Regions from separate parts of the Sus scrofa genome. Here regions 2 and 3 are each linked to region 1. The links are chromatin contacts, called in public HiChIP or PLAC-seq maps. All regions are on one chromosome and are shown on one strand. Each heading gives the region's core, a stretch centred on a gene start, on an enhancer-like site or on the middle of the called end of the contact. The rest is flanking DNA. Distances are from core to core; before and after follow the strand shown.

The links. HiChIP or PLAC-seq counts read pairs in DNA pulled down with a chosen protein or histone mark.
Region 2: a contact with region 1 is called in an H3K27ac HiChIP or PLAC-seq map of skeletal muscle. The contact joins the enhancer-like site here to the promoter of EEF1B2 in region 1. A contact is called at or near these places in 9 of 47 Hi-C or Micro-C datasets (embryonic fibroblasts, fetal skeletal muscle, heart right ventricle and 5 more) and 1 of 2 datasets of contacts at active chromatin or transcription factors (skeletal muscle).
Region 3: a contact with region 1 is called in an H3K27ac HiChIP or PLAC-seq map of skeletal muscle. The contact joins the enhancer-like site here to the promoter of EEF1B2 in region 1. A contact is called at or near these places in 7 of 47 Hi-C or Micro-C datasets (alveolar macrophages, blood, embryonic fibroblasts and 2 more) and 1 of 2 datasets of contacts at active chromatin or transcription factors (skeletal muscle).

What each region holds. Positions count from the first base shown.
Region 1 is chr15:109,450,580-109,453,246 of Sscrofa11.1, reverse strand. It overlaps EEF1B2 (eukaryotic translation elongation factor 1 beta 2), which reads right to left and starts at 1,346. Exons shown (of 6, transcript NM_001243524.1): 1 at 900-1,346; 2 at 289-411. The coding sequence starts at 979. NDUFS1 (NADH-ubiquinone oxidoreductase 75 kDa subunit, mitochondrial) reads left to right here and starts at 1,434. Exons shown (of 19, transcript XM_003133603.5): 1 at 1,434-1,641.
Region 2 is chr15:109,502,751-109,505,417 of Sscrofa11.1, reverse strand. It overlaps a transcript of GPR1 not described here. Among named protein-coding and RNA genes, the nearest start is that of GPR1, 32 kb to the right of the region's middle. Within about 2 kb of position 1,302, at least 6 of the 83 cell types and tissues checked have an H3K27ac peak or open chromatin away from gene starts, as enhancers often do. A contact at or near this core is called in embryonic fibroblasts, retroperitoneal adipose tissue and skeletal muscle, where this site is marked.
Region 3 is chr15:109,485,053-109,487,719 of Sscrofa11.1, reverse strand. It overlaps a transcript of GPR1 not described here. Among named protein-coding and RNA genes, the nearest start is that of GPR1, 15 kb to the right of the region's middle. Within about 2 kb of position 1,324, at least 14 of the 83 cell types and tissues checked have an H3K27ac peak or open chromatin away from gene starts, as enhancers often do. A contact at or near this core is called in alveolar macrophages and skeletal muscle, where this site is marked.

The sequences.
Region 1 (2,667 bases), core at 97-2,596:
CAGTTCTCAGATGTTTCTGAGGGGCTTTTCACAAGTTGTAATTCTCATTGTGGCTTGAGTAAAACTTTCCATTTCACCTGATTTGCTTTTTATCAAAATTGTTCATGTCCTACCTGTTACATGAAAAAATGGAGAATTCCAGTCTCTTGGTCTTCTAAAGTCACAGAAATTTAGCTTACAATATCCCAACAAACATGAAGTCGCCAGAATCCTAATTTGTCACGCGAAAATCCCAAGTTTAACCTTAAAATCAGTCCATTCTTCAGATGAACACAAAGATAATTTTACCTGGCCTTTTCTTTTTCATAAGATTTGATGTGATTATACCAACGTAGGGCATGACACAAGTCAGCAGGTGGTGGGCCGGAGACTGCTTCAAAAACTGCCACATCTGCTTGTGATGGCACATACCTGTCCATGATACAAAACTAGTTATACACACCTCAAAAAAAAAAAAAAAAAAAAAAAAAGCTACGAACACCAGCAAATAAATGACAAACGCTACGACCCTCAAATTATTGAATGAGAACGCGCCCATTTGTTAGGGGGCCCTAAGGTGCTTTAGCTATTTGAGAAAAGGAGAAAAAAAAAAGCTCCTTAGGATCAGGGATTATCTACTCAGTTCTCCGCGCTATCCTGAGACATGCCTGACACTTAGTAGACCTCGGAAATTGCAATCACTAACGCCATGTCTACAGGCTTCCATCTGTTAACTGAGCAAAACGCAGAAAAACCTAGTTGAATCAAGTAATCGAAAAGAAAGCACCTCTTTAACCCTTCTCTCTCTGCAGCCCCTTCCCCCGGGAGAGCCCTGGGTCCAGGCTTCCTTTCCTCCAGCAGCAGCCGAGGCCGCGCCACGTGGCCCCACCGCACCCGGCCGCCCCTGCCGGTCCGCTCACCCCTCGATGTAGCTCTTGTCTGCCAGGTAGTCGTTGAGCACCTGGAGGCCGGCGGGGCTTTTCAAGTCTCCAAAACCCATGGCGATTGTCGATCTGGGAACTGGGCCGCAGCGGAGGAAAAAAGGAGCGCAGGCGAGGGAGCCTAACGCTAAGAGGAAAAAGGCCGCAAAAAGCCCGGAAATTCCTTATATAGAGACGGAGGCGTTTCTCTCCGATGCCCCTGGCCGGAGGTTAGAGGTTAAAGGTTAAAGCACTTTACGCTTCCACAATGTAAAAATCAAGGGCTCTGAAATAGGCCGACAGATTGCCCACCGGTATTTCTCTGTGTTTGCAAATCATTAATAAAATGGATATTTCTCAAATTACTATCGCCAAGGGCTTCGGAAGATTACAAGAAGAGCCTTTTGAAGCACCGGAGATGACCGAAGACGTTCGGCCTGGGCCGCCAGGCCACTTCCGGCGGAACTGCAGGTCTGAGCCAACCCTTCTACCCCGCCCCCGCTCCCGGCTGCAACGCCCTCCGCCCCGCCCTCTGTCAAACTGACGGAAGTTGCTGAACTCAATCTACGCGGGAAGTTGTTGAACTGGGGTTTCTGGTCCCTCCCGGCTTTCCGTTCTTGCAGGACTGGCTGACGGAGATGCCCGAGGCCGCCATATTGAATAAGCAAATCGGCCTTTGAAGGGGTCGTTGCGGTGTAGACGGTTCTGCAGAGCAGCCATCCTCGGCGGCTCCAGGGAAAAGGTGAGGTCGTGTTTGGGTGAGAAGGCTGAGGTACCTTGGCCCTCGGAGTTTGTTCCTTGATGAGACTCTTTCCTTTGGTCCAACCGACTCATTTCTCCTCTTGTCCTTGACTGGGTACCCCGTTCCACCCTGCCTCCTGGGGAACCCTCAGAAAGCCGGCAGGTGAGGTCTGTTAGTCAAGGTTTCTGGTATGATGGAACAGAGAGGAGGAGAGGTCTGGAGGCCCGGGGGGAGCGCTAACCCGAATGCAGCCTTGTGGGTGACCTTCCTTCTGCAAGGGAATGCAGGACAGTCCTCTACCTGGAGAGAAGGCCGTATTGTTCCCCGAGAGAGGACCTGTGCCAAGTGACATGGGCCTAAAGACGGAGCATTTTCCACCAAATTAGCACAAAACCTGGTACAGTGCATCTTTCGTTGCTGTTGCCTTAGCAACCGTACATGCCTCTTATTATTTGGTTATGTTTATGGATTGGATAACACTTATTAACTCTTTCACTGGTGGGGAAACTGAAGAAAAGGACATTTTAAAATTTGTCCCAAGGTTGCAGTGCGAATAACAAAAAGCTACGTTGTTTAAAAGTTTGGGGGAACTAGTACATGTACTGTAAAATCGTGTATCAGAGACGACTCTGCTCAAATACGAATTGAGGGTGTAGGAAATGTAACGGTGAACTGTTTCTGATGAATAAACAGCAAATTAGTTTTTTATGGAATGTCCTTTTTTTCCACCGAGTTGTATGTGCATCTTTAAGCGGGGTGTTATGCGTTTGCCAGAACACCTGCATTCTTTAATAGCAGAGAAGTGACATTAAGTTATGGCCAGAGAGTGGAGATAGAGTTCATTTAGCAGACAGTTATTGATCGCCCACTATAAGCCAGAAATGAATCTACTAAGAAGAATTAAATGGTGATATGACTGGGGAGTAGTTAGGACATTTTAGCTGGGCTGGTCAAAAAAGTCTTCCAGCGTTTTTACATCGTTGTATGAAATACTGATTTTTGAATTTGAATCTGTCATTACTCTAA
Region 2 (2,667 bases), core at 53-2,552, 52 kb before region 1:
CCATTGTCTCATTTCGTCCTCAAAGCTGCCCAATAAAGGAGATATATTTTTTTTCCCCTGATTTTTAGGGCTGCCCCCACGGCATATGGAAGTTCCCAGGCTAAGGGTCAAGTTGGAGCTGCAGCTGCTGGCCTACATCACAGCCACAGCAGAGCCAGATCTGAGCCGCATCTGCAACCTACACCCACTACACACCGCAACACTGTATCCCCGACCCACTGCCTGAGGCCAGGGGTCAAATATGCATCCTCATGGATACTAGGGATTCGTTTCCACTGCGCCACAACAGAAGCTCTGGCGATTTTTTTTTTTTTTTTTTTTTGTCTTTTTGCTATTTCTTGGGCCGCTCCCGCAGCATACGGAGGTTCCCAGGCTAGGGGTCGAATCAGAGCTGTAGCCACCGGCCTATGCCAGAGCCACAGCAGCGCAGGATCCGAGCCGCGTCTGCAACTTACACCACAGCTCAACCTACACCACAGCTCACGACAATGCCAGACTGTTAACCCACTGAGCAAGGGCAGGGACCAAACCCGCAACCTCATGGTTCCTAGTTGGATTTGTTAACCACTGCACCACGATGGGAACTCCTCTGGTGATATTATTTGTTTTTTTGTGTGTGTTTTTTGTTTGTTTGTTTGTTTTTGTCTTTTTGCTATTTTGGGGGTCGCTGCTGCGGCATATGGAGGTTCCCAGGCTAGGGGTCGAATTGGAGCCGTAGCCCCCCGGCCTATGCCAGAGCCACAGCAACTCAGGATCCGAGCCGCTTCTGCAACCTACACCACAGCTCACAGCAATGCCGGATCGTTAACCCACTGAGCAAGGGCAGGGATCGAACCTGCAACCTCATGGTTCCTAGTCGGATTCGTTAACCACTGCGCCACGACGGGAACTCCTGGCGATATTATTTGTATCCCTATCTTTACTATGAAGAAATGGAGGTTTAGAGCTTTTGACAGACTTCCCTAAGCCACACAGGTAGATGGTAAGTGGCACTGCAGCTAGAAACCAAGGCAGTCTGACTCTAGGGCTCAGTTCTTAACCACCATAAAATGCTGCCCAGGAGCTCTCTTCTGACTCAGCGGGTTAAGCATCTGGCGTTGTCACTGCTGTGGCTCTGGTCGATGCTATGACTCAAGTTTGATCCCAGATTTAGGAATGTCCATGAACCTTGAGTGTAGCCCCCCCCAAAAAAAAATTGCCCAGAAAGGCTTGTGATCTGGATTATATCAAACCATGGGGTGAGGAGGGAGTGGCAGGGAAGAGAGAGGTTTAAGCAGGGTGACAGAAGACAGACATAGAAGACCGGAAAGAAATGTCAGCTCTGTATAAACAGCCCGATGGGTTAAGACTTCCCAAAGGAGCTGAGTCAAGAGCAGGTGCCCAACAGCTGAAACTGGAACTTCTTGGGGAGGGGGGTGCTGCTGGAACTTCTCCTCACCCCACTTGGATGAGGCCAATCGTGTATCCTCAGGCCCAGGAGGGCATTCTGTGTCTTCTAACTGCGACTTGATCAGGCAAAGGGCTACATCTAACCAGTTATTTTGGAGTTTGGGGACGCCTAGAACATTGGCCTGAGTAGCAGACAAAGGGACTCTATCTGACTGCAAAAAAAAAAAAAAAGATAAAAAGAAAGCTGCACATATTTGGATACTGTGTTAATGTTCTGGCTGTGTAGAAGGATTGTGTTAGTCTTGCTTATTGGTCTTCCTATTCCAGCAGTCATATTAAGGGCCTCGTTTGTAACATACTGTCCTTTAGAAGAACAGATAGGCGTGGATGAAGGGAAGAGAGTTTGGGGTCCCTAAAGAAAGGATTTGCCTCAGCAGTACAAACTTGGGGTGGTATCAGAATTCTCGCTCTTTCTATCTTGAATCACAGAGGTACACCTTTGATATTTATTTTATTTTATTTTATGATTTTATTTTATTTTTGGCCATGATGGGTAGCTGCTTGATGTGGGATCTCAGTTCCCATACCAGGGATTGAACCTAGTGGTGAAAATGCCCAATCCTAACCCACTAGATCACCAGGGAACTCCATGAATTCTCTCGTCTTTAGCCCTTCCTGTTTGCTTAGTATTGCATGTAAAAGCCCCAGCCCATGCCACCCATTCCTCTAAATGAGCGCTGCCCCCTGTCTTGATGTCTAGTTCCATCATTATCCTAAGAATGGCAGGTCAATAAGTTTTGGAAATTGAGGGATCAAGAAAGAAACTTCATATACAATTTTTATACATCTTTGCACAAACTTTTACACATCTTCATACATCTTTAATGGCTAGGCCACCAGGGAACTCCCTTACCTATTTTTTTAAAATGATCTTTTAATAGGTCTTTAGTCCAAAAGTCTTTGACGTTCCATGGTGCCCATGCAGTTAAGGATTCGGCATTGTCATGGCTGTGGCTTGAGTTCAATCCCTGGCCTGGGAACTTCTGAATGCATGCCACAGCACAGCTAAAAAAAAAAAAAAAAAAGTAGAGTATAACACACACAAATATAAAGTTAACCTGTTTCAAAGGTTTTATTTAATGCATTTCTTTTCTTTTCTTTTTTATTTTTTTTGTTGCTTTTTAGGGCCGCACCCACAGCATATGGATGTTCCCAGGCTAGGGGTTTGAATCAAGCTGCAGGTGCTGGCCTCCGCCACAGCCACAGCAACATAGGATC
Region 3 (2,667 bases), core at 75-2,574, 34 kb before region 1:
GTTCCCGTCGTGGCGCAGTGGTTAATGAATCCGACTAGGAACCATGAGGTTGCGGGTTTGGTCCCTGCCCTTGCTCAGTGGGTTAACGATCCGGCGTTGCCATGAGCTGTGGCGTAGTTTGCAGACGCGGCTCGGATGCTGCGTTGCTGTGGCTCTGGCATAGGCTGGTGGCTACAGCTCCAATTAGACCCCTAGCCTGGGAACCTTCATATGCCGCGGGAGTGGCCCAAAATATGCCAAAAAGACAAAAAAAAAAAAAAAAAAAAAAAAAACAAAAACTTATTTACTGTGTTCAGAACCAATTTGCAAAATAATATTCCCTGGCCTGGGAACTTCCGCATGCCACTGGTGTAGCCAAAAAAAAAAAAAAAGAAAAGAATAAAGAAAAGATTTCTTAAAATATAGTCATGGAGTCCCCATTGTGGCTCCGTGTTAAAGAACCTGACTAGTATCCATGAGGACTCGGGTTTGACCCCTGGCCTCACTCAGTGGGTTAAGGATCTGGTGTTGCTGTGAGCTGTGGCTGTGGTGTGGGCCTGCAGCTGTAGCTCAATTCCACCCCTAACCTGGAAACTTCCATATACTGCAGGTGCAGCCCTAAAAAGATTAAAAACAAAAAACAAAAAAACAAAAAAACCCCCCAAATCAAACAAAAACCCCCCGAAAATATAGTCATATGTTTTACCAGTGTCTTTTCTTGCCTCTTTCCTCTCTCCTCCCCTTCCTCCTTCCCTCTCTTCCTTTCTTTTTCTTTCCTTCCACCCTTCCTCCTCCCTTCCTTCCTTGGCCAAGGAAAGAAGAGAAGAAAATAAAAAGGAGTTTGGGCTATATGCACAAATACTGTCTCTCCCTACTTTCCAATTGCACAAACCTAAATACAGACAACCAGTTACTTTCTCTTTCTTCTGCAATTCTTTCTTACAGCCGTTTTAGGAACTGCTGCATGTTTATAACCTTTTTCTCACAGATGTTACATTTTATAAAATGTGACTCATCGGGGTGGTACTGGTATCTTTAGATGGAAAGAAATCTCTGAGGGATGGATGATTACACAGTCTGGTTCACTCAAAACCTAAAATATTTGAACAGAATATTTCCTGTGGTAAAAAGGCAATGAGATTTTGCCATACTTAAAAGAATCAGAAAGATCAATGGTTTCAAATTCATTCTTTTCTTTGAAAGGAATGAAGGAGGGACGGTATTCTTGTTTGGGGAGGTTTTGTTTTCATTTGCAGTATGATTTTAATTTGTGCAGTCTTTGTTTTGGACTTTGGTCCATATTTTCGTTCCTATGTTCAAAAAAACATTTACTAGAACATTTTTTGAATACCTGCTCTGTGTAAAGCACTGGACTTGGTGCTACTTGCAGGCACAGAGAGTAGTACAAGAGCTAGAATATGTTGTCCTGCTATCTTTGAGCTTCTCTCTCATAAAAGTTTAAACTAAATGCCACCTGTATTTTTCAGATTTGGCACCTGGGGTCCTAAGTAAGAAGGTGACTCATCTAAAATCATACGGCTAATGAAATGTAGAACAAAAACTTAGAGAATCACCTCTCCCAAGTTCCAATGCTCTTTCAACACATCAGGCTGGCTACCTAGACCGTGGACGTCAGTGGGGTCAAGTGTCATGGCAGGGCTGGAACTAGGGTGAGGTAATTGTGGCGAAATTTAACACGCACCAAAAATTTCAGTAATCACAATTAATGCAAAAAAAAAAAGAAAAATACATGCTGAACAAAATATCATAATTTTAAGTGAAGTCAGGATCTGACCCTGTGCTTGATCCAGCTTGCCTTGCCGCACCCTAATCTTGGCCTCACGCCATGCAGTCTAAACTCGTAGGTGAACCAATGGGGAAAACCAACAAGAAAATATTCCTATGGCTGGGATAATTGTAAAAGCGTCCTGGAATGGATAGAGTGGGTTGAGATGTTCAGAGATGGATCGCATATGATCTACAGTAGTGTATTGAGATAAAATAGCTCTCCTTTCTTTTAATAAGAAACAGACTGAAGACCAGATGAACATCTCGAGATGTGATGATGGGCCATGATGGCCTCTAGGGGGCGCTGCTCGCATGATGAACCCTGTTGCCCTCAAGGGCTCTGTTATGGAGAGGACAAAATGGAATCTTCAGAACCTCACAGTGGGGTTTGGTTGGAGGCTTTGATGGGAACTAGAAACAGGTTTAACTTTGCTTCCTTTCTTCTTTCCTTTTCTTTCTTTCTTTTTTTTTTTTTTTTTAGGGCTGCACCGGAGGCATATGGAGGTTCCCAGGCTAGGGGTTGAATTGGAGATGTGGCCACTAGCCTGTACCACAGCTATAGCAATGCTGGATCTGAGCCATATCTGGGACTTAGACCACAGCTCACGGCAATGCCAGATCCTTAACCCACTGAGCGAGGCCAGGGATCAAACCCACGTCCTCATGGATACTAGTTGGGTTTGTTACCAATGAGCCATGAGGGGAACTCCCCATTCTGATTTTCTTCTCTCTCACCCATATCCTGCGCCTGTGTTAAGCCAGGACTTGGATATGCATCCTTTGAAATTACCCTTGCCCTACTAAGGCCAAGAAGAATCAGAGTGGTGTCGCAGAGCAGAGGAGGGGCTCTTGGGAAAATGTAGTCCATGTGTGGTCCAGGTCATCAAGAGAGACCACGAT